2 separate regions of the Sus scrofa genome follow, and region 1 is linked to region 2. Evidence: chromatin contacts called from public HiChIP or PLAC-seq data. All regions are on one chromosome and are shown on one strand. Each heading gives the region's core, a stretch centred on a gene start, on an enhancer-like site or on the middle of the called end of the contact. The rest is flanking DNA. Distances are from core to core; before and after follow the strand shown. Region 1 has its middle 460 kb from the start of IRS1. Region 2 has its middle 610 kb from the start of NYAP2.

Region 1 (6,733 bases), core at 3,540-6,039, 210 kb after region 2:
CATAGCATTCCAAAGGACATAAGGATGTTAAATCCCCCCTACGTTTTAAAGTTTAGATGGATTTAACTTCCTCTTCCACTTGTATTCATTCCAGCCATGCAGATTCTGCACAACCCAGTGGAATGTGTGAGGGAAGGGGTCAAAGAGAGTGCATTGCAGTGAAAAAAAGCACTGAGTGAGCCACAAGTTTTCAGAATTAGATTTTACCTTTTTCCCTATCATTTGGGTTAACGTGGGCCATCACAATTTCTGGGAATTATTTTCTTTATTTGTAAAGTTAGACAGGGTACGCTCTACCAGTGAGTTCAAATTCAAAATGTAATGGTCTAAATTCTCAAGAAAACAGATGTGTAGGAAGTCAAAGGAAAAACCTGAAAGAGCTGAATTCTAATTGCTGTAGCAGAAGTGAGCCAGGATAGACATAGGACATCAAATATGTGTTCCACTTGTTTGCAAGACACACTGGGTTAGATAATCCTGAAGATGTCTCCTTATCTAAAATCCTATGACCATAACATTATACACTTCCAAGCCACTGACTCACAAATTTTCTTGGTAACGTAGAAACAGATTTTTTTATTGCAAAAAAAAAAAAAATTGTCTCTCAATTTGCTCCTATATTTTTTTATTTTAATCTGTACATTCAAAGTCTAAAGTAATGTCCAAAATTTGGAAGTGACTCTTTATAACAGAAATTCTAAACAGGGTCTTATTCTTTTTATTTTCTTTAATTTTCTTAGAGAAGAAAGTAAGACAAATCCATGCTACCTAGTTTGCCGATGCCATTCAGATCGACGCTTTTAGGTAATTTACTTACAAACCAAGAACTCTACTTTTATTTCAGCAATCTCGATGATGTTTGATCTTTACTTGAAACCTATATAAAAGGACTAAAGGGCAGAAGGCTATGCTATGTGCTTTGAATATTACCAGTTTGCAGAGAAGCCTGACATTTTCCTTCTTGTTAACTCCACTGATACCTCTGTCCTGAGGCATGGGGCCCTCACAATATCATCCTTCCCCCATTTGCCCATGAATTCAACATCTATTTGTTTATTTCTATGAGTCAAGATCATACTGTGTGCCAGGCACTGAGCTTCATACTGAGAAGGCAATGGTTCATCAAATGATAAAAGTTTTTTGCCTCCTAAGAACATGGATCCCAGTAAAGCCAGGAAACAGGCAATGACACCAACATAAGAACCAAGAAAATGAAATCAAACCACAAAGTGCTATGTGCACCCAGAGGAGAGTTATCTAGACTTCTCCTAGTGGGACTAAATAGGCTTTCAAAAAAAGAAAAGATTCCTAAAATAAGAACCAAGGGGGAGTTCCTGCTGTGGCACAGTGGGTTAAAAATCCAACTGCAGTGGCTCAGTCACTGCAGAGGTGTGGGTTCTAACCTGGGCCTTGTGCAATGGGTTAAAAGATCTAGCATTGTTGCAGCTGTGGCTTAGACTCTCTCCTTGACCTGGAAACTTCCATATGCCATGGATGAAGCCATTAAAAAAAAAGAAGAAGAACAAAGGGACAAGTTGAAATTTAATTCACCAGGAGTGGAAGGAGACTTTCCAGGCAGCAAAACCTCAGGTCTAAGACTGATGTAATATGTTATGTTCAGATATATGAACACAATTTTGAGAGAAGCATAGTGTTTGGGTATAGGGAGAGAAAGGGATGTGGTTGATGAGCGAGGTAGGGCTTAACTTAGAGCCATTTAAGTATGACATGACGTTAGAAAGATCCTACACAGGGTTCCATGGGACTATTCCTCTCCTATTCAATATCAGTCATATACTTCCACAGTAATGCCGAGTCACAAACTGTCTCAACTTTCAGTGACCTAAAACAATGACTATTTATTTGGCTCATGAATCTTCAGTCAAGTGATTTACACTGGACTAGGATGCCCATGCGCCTGGTCTTAGCTGGACCTCCCGACATGTCTGGGGGATAACTGGATGCTCAGCGGCTGCTCCAGGATGGCTTTGGCTGAGGAGGAGGCTACTTCAAAGGTCTCAACTCAGTCCAGGCATGCTCTCATGAGAAGACAGAAGGACGAAAGGGCCAGAAATGTCTAAGAGTTTTTTCAAGTTTCTACAAGTCATATATGCAAACATTCTTATGTCTAGAGCAAGATGCATGGCCAAGTCAGAATGAAGAGAGTGGGGAAACAGGAGTCACCTATTTCATGGGAGGCACCGTAGTCATGTAGCAAAGAGAATGATTACAGGGATGGCTGAAGAATCATGACTATTACTGTCATCAGTCAATTGAATATGCAATCCCCGCTGGTGGCTGGAGTCTGTGCTTCCCCAGATGACGACTAATCTAAAAGATGACAATGATTTCATGGGATGAGATCACTTCCTAAGTGGATCACTCGTCCACGCCCCACTGCCAGCACATACATGCCCTTTGAAGCTATATGCTTTATCTTCAACTTTTCTGAGACAGTGTCCTGCCTTCTCCTAAAAAGTCAAGCAGTGATTGCATTTTGGGGGAAAATAGGGGCGAGGAGAAAAGTGAAATATAAATGGAAGGGAAATATGTTCATACAAGTAGATGTTTTAGCAATCTTTAGAAAACCATTTAATATAATGAAACCTAAGTACAAGTGTGTTAGTCAACTTTAGTCAAGAATAAATAATGTACCAAACACTGTGCAAAGTACTTTTACATTCTCTCTCTTTCTTGCTCTTTCTTCTAGATACAAACACACACACACACACACACACACACACACATACGATAAATGCAATTATCATATTATCCTCCCAATTTTACTCTTGAGAAAACTGAGGCTTAGCGAGATTAGAAAACACATAGCACCTGAATTTTAAACCCAACTGTTCCATTCCAGGACCCATTTGTTTAAAATAATGTATGCCAAATTGTCTTATCCTCAAATGTTCTAAATCCTGCCCTTAGAGAAGAGTACATTTGAGAAGACATTTCCAAAGTCTATTTATTATACACTCTTCTTAAAAGTAAATGCCAAGACCCATGAACACTTCCTATAAATGAATAATGCAGTGAAAACCTAAGAAATGTATAGATTGGTGTCACAGAAAGTCTGCTTTCCTAACAAGTTTATCTTTGATCAGTGATTCATTTACATAGATTTTTGTCTATGTGTCAATCCTCATGATTTGTGGCACTGCATATTTTAGAACTTGACATATGCATTCTTTTCACAAGCCGCCTTTCACAGCAGCCTCCATTGTCTATGATAATGAAGAAAGCATGTTGGTAATATAGAAAGCCCAGTTTCTTTCCAAACTACATTAGGACAGATTTTCAGACAAGTCTAACACTTGCTCTACCCTCCTGTGTGTTCATTAAATGGTCACGTTGACTGGCCCTTTACCTGCGGATAAAATATCTATTTATTCAAGACCATATCTAATGAGCATTCACACTGTGTTATGCACTGAGCCTAGACTAAGAGTGACAATGGGGAACAAATCACACATGTACTGTCAAGCAGGAGAGACACAAAACACCAAGTAAGCAAATAACTGAGAATAATTACTACTTAAAATAAAATCTATAGGTATAAACTTGTCCTATATACCTGTAACTCTATGCCTGTAACAATGTTACTTTTACTAGAATGGTCAGGGAAATTCTGTCAGAAGAGGTAGCAATGAGCTTATGCTAACAAGCTCAGAAGAACATGACATGTATATAAAGAGCTGTCTTTAGCCAAAATGCTCAGGGGATGTAGAATCTGGGTTATTCAAATGTTATGAAAATTGAGAGTTGCCCAGGGAGCCATTTCTGTTTCTGCCCTTTTTATGGGCATATAATACTCCCCTTCCATAGCTACACAGGCTCAATCAAGATGAATTGTGTTCTGTTTAATTGGGGGCCCACTATGCCAGTGGCGTAGGTCCCATCTTATGTCTGGGTTTAGAGTTATCTCTGGGTTTGAGATGGGGCACACCTACCAGGAGGAGGTGATGCGACTAGAGGCATAGCTTGGTGGCTGAGAGATTTCGGAGGCCCCAGATCTCTCGGGCAAGACCCCAGAGCAGCATCTGACACAGAGCTGATGCTCCATATCAGCTAAAAACAGAAGGAATGGATAAAACCTCCTGAGCATCAACCTCAACTCCTGTGATGTCAGATCAAGAATAAATAACCAACAAAGTTGCACAAGGCTTAAATGAGGCCAAGATATTTCGTTTAGGCCTAGGCTCATGGAAGGCACCAAAGAGACAGTAGCCACAATGATGAAGAGGAGGGGGCTGGGAAGACATATGTGATGGCCTTCATGTGTATTTCTCTGCAGAGATGAGCATGTGGCCCTTGGTTTGCAAGCTAATTCAGCATTAGTACTTACAAGACACCCATATGGTGTGTGAGGGTGTTAATCACTATGGACAAGGCCTTGGACATATTATTTGCCATTCATCCTTGTGTCTCAGACTCCTAAGTACACTTCATGCTTAATAAATATCTGACACAACTAGTTTATTTAGTTCCTTCTTGCACACCCTACAGAGTGTCACTCTTCAGGAAAGTGACCTCTGTCATTCTATTTTTCTTTCCTTTTTTTTTTTTTTTTTTTTAGACTGAGGCTTTGCCTTCTTCTTCAATCAGAGTGATAGTAAGTGAAAAGCATTGGGAGTCTCTGTCCTCAAATGGAACTCACTAACTTCAATGTCACAGTCCATCAGGAACTGAAATGTGACTTGTAACTGCCGCAGCTTTCCCCAAGCCCAGAGAAGAAATGAGTTACCCTTTGGGTGGGTTGTGCAAGAAGAAAAGCCAGCCTGTTCCAGGAATAGCCACATCCAGGAGAAACAGCAGCAGCTGTGGGTGGCTCTCAGTGACTTGGCTCTGACTGTAAGGAAGACCGAGACGCATAAATTCTGAGGGTGGTTTTGGAGCCAGTTAAGCTCCTAAAGGGGAAGCCCAGTGGATGGACAGGACTGTGATTTGTTGCTGCCTGCTACAAATATGAGTTGGGCTCCTTGAAAGCTGGAACCCTGCTTAATTTACTTGTCAAGTAGCCTGATGGATTTGTCCATAGAGTTTTTAAATAGAAGATAAAGCTCTTTACTTTGCGTGCCTCTTCCCTGCAGTGGGAAACGTATCCATCACTTGCCTAGATCGATGTGGCTAATTCAAGACTTCAGCCCCACCCCGTTGACTACTCTATCTCTACTGTGTAAATATCATTATTTGGAGTGGAATTTAAAGATTGCCCATTGTGTTTTCAGCTTGTTTTCCAATGAAGGCTCTAGGGAGCAGAATCCACAGTGTCCTCTCTGGAGGTCTGTGGGCATGTCCAGCGGCGGCAGTGGTGCCATCAAAGAGGCTCAGATGTAGAGATCTAGATGGACTTGGGGAGCAGGGGAGCTTACAGAGGTGAATGCTCAGCCTACACCTTGATTTCTCGCTATTTTTCAATCTTATTTAGCCCACACTCCCAAGGACTCTATACATTTTTATTTTTATTTTCTTTGATTTTTAAAATACTGTATTAGAGTATAGTTGATTTACAATGTTGTGTAAGTTTCAAGTGTATGTTACCAAGGGGGAATAGTGGGGGGGAGGGATAAATTAGGAGGTTTGGATTAATATATATATATACACACACACTATCTTAGCCATATTAAATAGATATACAAATATACCTATACACTATATAGATCTACTATATATGTATATACATATATGCACATATATATATATATATATATATATACTTATCTGTATAAAATAGATAAGTAACAGGATACTGTATAGCACAGGGAAATCTATTCAAAACTCTGTATACTCTTACTCTCTCCTTAGGAAGGCTTTTGAAGCAGGGATTAAAAAAACACAACTCAGAGTTTCCTGGTCTCCATGAAATATAAGGAAAAGAAACATGAATTCCAAGTGCAGAATATCTATTAATTTGCAACTCTTTGACTATGCCTTTCAATAGAGACTGAAGAATCCAATATAAAATCACTAATAAATACTGAATGTGCCTGTTTGATTTGTAGTTTTATAGCCGCTGTAAGTGTATGCCTGAATGTGAATTTATATGCCATCTTCTTTATCCTTCATTTGCAAGCTATAATGTATAATTCTATTTGTTCCAGCAAGGTGAACTGAATACAAAAACCCCCCATTCAGTAGAATATTTACTTTGCTTCTTTTAAAAACTGCTTATTTTTTAACAATGGAAACAGATAATTGAATTCAAGTTCCTTTGGCAGAAAAAAAATATTGAGAACAAAACATTTATATTCATATGATTAATGAGTAATTGTTTTTAAATACCAACATTGAGATAAAATGAGAGAATTCAAAGCACTCATTTTTTTTCTCCTCTTTAAGCAATAAGTTAAAATGTTAAGGATTTCCCTACAAATTGTTCAAATTTTAAAATCTTATTTTAATTAAAAATAAAAATATATCTGGTTCAAAGATAGCAATGTGAACTCAATTGCTCATATATTTAGCCCTCCCCAAACACCACTAATATGCTCCAAACATAAATTCTTTTTTTTTTAATAAATTTTTTTATTTTCCCACTGTACAGCAAGGGGGTCAGGTTATCCTTACATGTATACATTACAATTACATTTTTCCCCCACCCTTTCTTCTGTTGCAACATGAGTATCTAGACAAAGTTCTCAATGCTATTCAGCAGGATCTCCTTGTAAATCTATGCTAAGTTGTGTTCTTAATGCAGTATAAGTGTAAACTAAGATGGAATTTTTCTTTT
Region 2 (6,903 bases), core at 2,764-5,263:
AAAATATAGTTGATTTACAATGTTCTGTCAATTTCTGCTGTGCAGTAAAGAGACCCAGTCATACACACACACACACACAAACACACACACACACACACACACACACACATTCTATTCTTTTTCTCATTTTTTTAATCTTTTTTTTTTTTTTTTTGGTCTTTTTAGGGCCATACCTACAGCATAGGAGGTTCTAAAGCTAGGAGTCCAATGGGAGCTGTAGCTGCTGGCTTAGCCACAGCCACAGCAAGTTAGGATCCAAGCCACATCTGCAACCTACACCACAGCTCATGGCAATACCCGCTCTTTAACCCACGGAGCAGGGCCAGGAATCAAACTTGTGTCCTCATGTATCCTAGTCGGGTTCGTTAAGCACTGATGCATGATGGGACCTCCATCTTTTTCTCATATTATCTTTCATCATGTTCTGTCACAAGAGACTGGATATAGTTCCCTGTGCTGTACAGTAGGACCTCATTGCTTACCCACTCCAAATGCAATGGTTTACATCTACTAACCCCAAACTCCCTGTCTATCCCACTCTTTCCCCCTCCCCCTGGCAACCACAAGTCTATTTTCCATGAGTGTGAGTCTGTTTCTGCTTTGTACATAACTTTGTTTGTGCCAATTTTAGATTCCACACATAAGTGATATCATATGGTACATGTATATCTCTTACTGACTTACTTCACTTAGAATGAGCGTCTCTAGTTGCATACATGTTTCTGCAAATGGCATCATTTTGTTCTTTTTAATGGCTGAGTAGTATTCCATGTATATATGTACCACATCTTCCTAATCCATTCATCTGTCAATGGACACATGTTTTTTCCATGTCTTGGCTATTATGACTAGAATATTCTTTTTAAAATATAACTACATTGGGGTTCCCACTGTGGTTCAGCAGAAATGAATCTGACTAGCATCCATGAGGATGCAGGTTCAATCCATGGCCTCATTCAGTGGGTTAAGGATCCAGCGTTGCTGTGAGCTGTAGTGTGGGTTGCAGTCGCGGCTGGGATCCTGCATTGCTGTGGCTGTGGCATAGGCAGCAGCTGCAGCTCCAATTTGACCCTTAGCCTGGGAACTCCATATGCCATGAATGTGGCCCTAAAAGGCAATATATATATATATATATATATAATTAAATAATTAAAATGTTGTGTTTGTATCTGTACTGGGATATTATAGACTTCATGGGATACATCCAACTGTATTGAAGCCTTTTCTAGTGGTAGAGAAATTTAGTCAACATCACTTCCTTGTGGCTGAGCTGTGTCTCTTTACTATTCTATCGTCTTTCCCCTGTCATGGATGGTGATAAAACTTTCCCTTGGTTCTGGAGCTACTTAACTTCAAAGGTCTGCTGGAAATCTCACCACTTCCTGAAATATCCAGGAAACCTTTCTGAGCCTGAGTAGCCCCTTCATTGTGAAAAAGGAAGAGCATGAATGGTCCTCAGATCAAATCTAAGGAGACCTGCTATAGCCCACAAGTCGCACTGGAGGGAGAGGGGGTTATAGATGTCAGATGGGGGATGTATTGAATCCATCAGCCTTCACATTATTCTTTCTCTTCTTAAGAAGGATGTTCCAGATGGTATGTATTAATGCATATGTGCAATACTTTTGGCACAGAGTAGTGGCAAGATAAGAAAATGTGAAGTAAACAGAGATGAAAAAGAAACTTACCAATGAAACAAAATTGAAAATATTTAGGTTTCTAAGTAAGAAACTTCAGAGAGTTTTGCATAAAAAGGTTAATTTATCTGTACTATTGTTCTCCAGCAAAAAATTAAATGAAATATCAAAAGACCCAGGCTTCTGCTTATTTTTGTGGAGTTATTTAAAGATTATTATTTTCTAGAAGTTCCCATAGTGGCTCAATGGGTTAAGAACCTGACACTGTCTCCATGAGGATGAGGGTTCTATCCCTGGCCTTGCTCAGTGGGTTAAGGATCTGGTGTTGCCACGAGCTGTGGCATAGGTCATAGGTGTGCTCAGATCTGGTGTCACCATGGCTGTGGGTGTAGGCCTGCAGCTGAAGCTCTGCTTTGACTTCTAGCTTGGGAACTTCCATATGCAGCAGTTGTGGTATTAAAAAAAAAAAAAATTATTGGAGTTCCCACCGTAGCTCAAAGGAAACGAATTTGACTAGCATCAATGAGGATGCAGGTTCAATCCCTGGCCTTGCTCAGTTGGGTTAAGGATCCTGTGTTGCCATGAATGAGGCTCAGATCTGGCACTGCTGTTGCTGTGGTGCAGACTGGCAGCTACAGCTCTGAATCGACGCCTAGCCTGGGAACCTGCATATGCCATAGGTGCGGCCCTAAAAAAAGACAAAATTAAAAATTATTATTTTATAACAGTTCATACATTTAATTTGCTCAACTTTGCAATTACACATTACTATTTTTTTGGTCTTAGATTCTGATTTCACCCCACTATTTATCATTTTATTTCTGAAATTTGCATTCAACAATTTAGCTCCAAGAATGTTGCAGATGATGTACTGAGCTACCAAGAAATTGCGGCAGCTCTCCATGTCTCTCAAACCTGAGCAGAGGTACCCACTTCTGGTCATGGACTTTGAAGGGAGCAGCCTTGGCCTTATTTCCATGGTAGCCTTTGTTTGGTTGGAAGCCATAGCAGTAGGAGCCAAATTCAGTCATCAAAAGCTCTGTATATAAATTATTCAATTTCTGAATTTAAATATGTTTCCTATCTATTCCAGCCTCCTGCAAAGCTCAAGCATTTGATTCTGTTATCACTATATTTTCCATTCTTGCCTCTCTTGAAACTTTTATTTAAGCTATTCTTGTTTGAAAGATCATAGTCCAGATTGTTGGGAGACAGTTCTCTATGGGTGTCTTGTGTTTCTACACATCTTAAGAGCAGAAGCTTTTATGGGTTTTGTTCCAGACAATCCTCAATGGTGTGTGTAGAGCAGACAGCCTAGGAAGACAGAGGTGATGTCTCCTGGAGCAAGCTCAGAGTTCTTCTGTAACATAAACCACTACCTGTGCAGGCACCACATAGCTCTCTTTGTATCCATGCAAATTGAAATCTGAGGATCCAATGGAATAAGATTCTGATGCTTTTGCTACTGCTATTGCTGTGCATTAATAAACACTGCAGTCTTGTGTTTTCTGCCAGCATCCAAGAAATTTGCAAGTGGTGAGGGTTTTTAGTTGGCAAGTAGGATAAAATCTGAGACCTTTCACAGGTCTTGACATTTTCCATCATTTTTCTTTGTAGGAAACTCCCTTGGGTACATTTTGGTTTGCATTTTAAATATGGTAATTCAGTGCTTTCCAATCTGCCTCAAAAATAAAGTTCCCCTAAAGTATATGTTATAGTAATAGTAACAAACTATCGGACATCTACCAGAACATCAGATCCATAGGTCTGAATTGGGACAAGGGAATTTGTCTACTTAAACAGTGCTACAGGTAATTATTATCTATGGGAAAATAATGTACCTAAAACAAGTGTCATCACCCCAGGTAAATAGTAAACACACTGTAAATGACTGCTTTTAATGGAGTCTTCAAGACATTTTTTAAAAATACTAATACTTTTCCCCACCTCACATCTGAAAAAGTTGAAAAATTTTCAAAGTGACCAAAAATCACTTTCATTGCTTATAAAGATCAGATTGGAGAACAATAGCTTTGATCTATTGCTCAGGTGGGCCTGCCAATTAAGTCCCCAAATTAGATATATTTATCCATTTGATTTCAGGCAGAACTGAAGGACAGAGCTTCTTATGAGGAAAGCTGTCACTCAAGTGAGAATTGAAACAGAGGACTTTCAAAGTTTTATCATGAGTTTTGAGATAGAAAATTGAGAGTGATAGAAAAAATAGGTATCAAAGAGAATTATAAAGTATTTAGAGTAAGAAATGCAATAGTCTGGTCACATAGCCTATAGTGACTTGTCTTTCACTTTGATGAGTATTTAGGTTTTATCATTTCCTCTTAAGTCATGATCTTCTGACTCAGAGAGGTTAGGGGATTTGCTGATGATCACATGGTCAGTAAATGTTACAGCTAAAATTCAAAGCTCCAACTCTAAAGCCCTCCTATATCACACGATAATAGTAAAGAGTTACAAATGATAGTTAGGCTGAAGGTTGGGAAAAGAGGCAGACAATTGTTGCAATAATGGAGATAAGAAAGAATAGTGCACATAGTAAGGTTGAGTGAATATCATCAAAATAAAACATTTTGATTCTACGGGGAATTTGATTTTCATTCTTTTTTTTTTTCATTTTGATTTATTGAAACTTCAGTGTATCTTAGCCCTATGGTACACACTGGGGTGAAAATACAATAAAACCTACATCTTAGATTGAAAGGTTTTATAATTTAGTGAGGGACACGAGCCAATATAAGGCTCCAATAAACTTAGTCACTGTAATCTTGGGATTGCACATTATGTGTACAACTAGAACTCCTAAGAGTGATCGATTATTAGAATGAGAGAAAAGAAGTGGGGATCAGGAGAGGTTTTCCAGAAGTAGTTATCAGGAATTAACCCTCAATGAACAGATACTTTTCTAACACAGAAGTGACATCTTTTAAACTTTAATATATATGTAAAATATATAAAATCAGAAATGGAGCAAAATAAAATTTAATTCACATGGATCATCAAAAACCTCCCTTGCCCCATGATATTTATCATTAACCTTTGGTATGGGTTTTGCCAAATTATTTTTCTATGCGATAATGCACCTAAAGTGAGAATCATTAACATAAACATAGCATGACAATATCTATGGTTCCTTGGGTGCGGTTAGATGGCATACTCTCTTAACAGTGGATCAGGATAACCTGAATAAACCTCAGGGACTTTGAATTTCCCACAAGCCATTAGTCATTATCCCATGGATACTGTCCCTAGGAGTTTCCATTCATTCATTTATTTAGTGAACTGACACTGAGCAACACTTTACCGGATTATCCCTTATTAGAACTGTGGGACTCAGATCTAATGGGGATAATCCAGTAAAGTAAGGGATAATCAGTCTAGTGATGGATAATTTAGTAATTCTAGTATCTGGAAGTGTACATTCCAGGAGATATTAGAGTTCTTAGCAAGGGATCAGTAGAAAGGCTTACCAACATTGCAAACTTCCCAGAACTGAATGTATAAAAATGGAAAAAGTCTGTGAGCACACTCTCCCAGCAGTACAGTTTATACTGTGCATAGTTCTTCTTTTAGGAAGGGTTTTTCATTCACTCTTCCCATGATTCTTCACTTTCTCTTTCAAGTCTCAGCTCTAACACCTCTTCCTCCTTAGAAAGATTATCATCTTGTTCAAAGAAGCACTTTGAATACCAAACAAATCACTCTATTGTGTCATTCTATTTATTTCCTTTAGAGGATTAATCATAATGTAAATGTGTTTATTTGTTTCATTATTCATTACTTGCCTACACCGCTTAAATACACACATCAAAGCAAGCACCTCATTGATCTTCTTCACAGCTACATTCCCACACTTAGAACTCACACATAATAATTAAAACATAATTTACTGAATAAACTAGTCTTGGTTTCAATGGTTGCACCTAAATGTAAGATGGTACTTGTGTCACCTTAGATTCATTCAGATCAAGAAAATTGAAACCCTGAAGCCCAATAGCTTAAATAGTTACAAAACTGGATTATTTTACAAAGAGAATTTTAGAGGTAAGAAGGCATCAGAATGCACTGGCCAGCTCAACAACATGACAATGAAGCCAGGTTCATATTATGTTTCATTTTTGTCCTACTCAAGAGGTTGGCTCTTCCACAAGCCAGGTCATCTTGTGTTTGCAAGATGCTGCAACAATTCCAGGTTTTCTTCTTCACACAAGAACACATACAGTGAAAGAAGGAGAGTCATCTCTTACTCTGTGATTTCTATAATCCATTAGCAAACTTTTCTGGACAATACTTAGCAACTTCCCTGTATAGGCCTTGTTCAAAACTCTGGGGCCTATCATCAAATAAACCAAACACAGAGCCATGATAATAGTTCACTCCAATGGTTTTAAAACTATTTGACTGTGACTCACAATAAAAAAAATTGTTTTACATCAAGGCAAACATAGATACACCTAATTGTTTAAAGTAATAGTTTATGAAATTTTTCTTACCCTGGCCCTAATCTAAATGAAACACTCTGCTATTTCCTATTCTGTGTCATTTTAAAAGAACAATGTGACCCAGAAATTTGACTTATTTTTTTCAAGTGGTTGGCACCCGCAGTTGGAATAACAGTCTTGGACCAATCAGGATCTACTTTTAAAGCCAGGTACTGAATCAAATGAAGGAAGAGTGGATGCTCAAAATAAATTGAGATCAGGGGAAAAGAGAATAATGGCTTTGACTTGGGCAAAGAGCATCTTCTACATGTTTTCTGAGTTATTTTCAATATATACACAATTCATTGGAGTTTTCTTATTACATTGTCATGAGTTTGTAGAACACAATTAACTGCAAAAAAAATTCTAGCACATATAGCTACCAAAGACAATACATAAAGAATCAAACTCTTTTCTAGATCCATAGCCAAAGAAAAAGTACATAAAGATTTGTATTGTTCATTTTTGTTTGAGTATTTATTTACTTAAATAAACAAGTGACTTAGAAAAGGTCATTTGTAAATGATGGGAAAAGTACAACTTAAAAACCAGGCCAGCCTAAAATACCAAGTGCAACGTTCTCAATTTCTTTGGAGGTATCATAAACCATCCCAGCTTTCCCAAGATTTCTCTGAAATCCTTCCAGCTGGCTCTCTTGCTGATGATGAAGTGCCTGTCCGACACTGATATTCGCTGTCCAAGGTATTCTTTCCAGAATGTTAAGGAATGGCCACCTCGCCACAAACTCAAGTCTTAATTGGCTCAACTAA

The links. HiChIP or PLAC-seq counts read pairs in DNA pulled down with a chosen protein or histone mark.
Region 1: a contact with region 2 is called in an H3K27ac HiChIP or PLAC-seq map of alveolar macrophages. The contact joins two enhancer-like sites. A contact is called at or near these places in 1 of 47 Hi-C or Micro-C datasets (embryonic fibroblasts) and 2 of 2 datasets of contacts at active chromatin or transcription factors (alveolar macrophages and skeletal muscle).

The regions. Positions count from the first base shown.
Region 1 is chr15:127,847,737-127,854,469 of Sscrofa11.1, forward strand. No RefSeq gene overlaps it. Among named protein-coding and RNA genes, the nearest start is that of IRS1, 460 kb to the right of the region's middle. Within about 2 kb of position 4,790, at least 5 of the 83 cell types and tissues checked have an H3K27ac peak or open chromatin away from gene starts, as enhancers often do. A contact at or near this core is called in alveolar macrophages, where this site is marked.
Region 2 is chr15:127,637,563-127,644,465 of Sscrofa11.1, forward strand. No RefSeq gene overlaps it. Among named protein-coding and RNA genes, the nearest start is that of NYAP2, 610 kb to the left of the region's middle. Within about 2 kb of position 4,014, at least 1 of the 83 cell types and tissues checked has an H3K27ac peak or open chromatin away from gene starts, as enhancers often do. A contact at or near this core is called in alveolar macrophages, where this site is marked.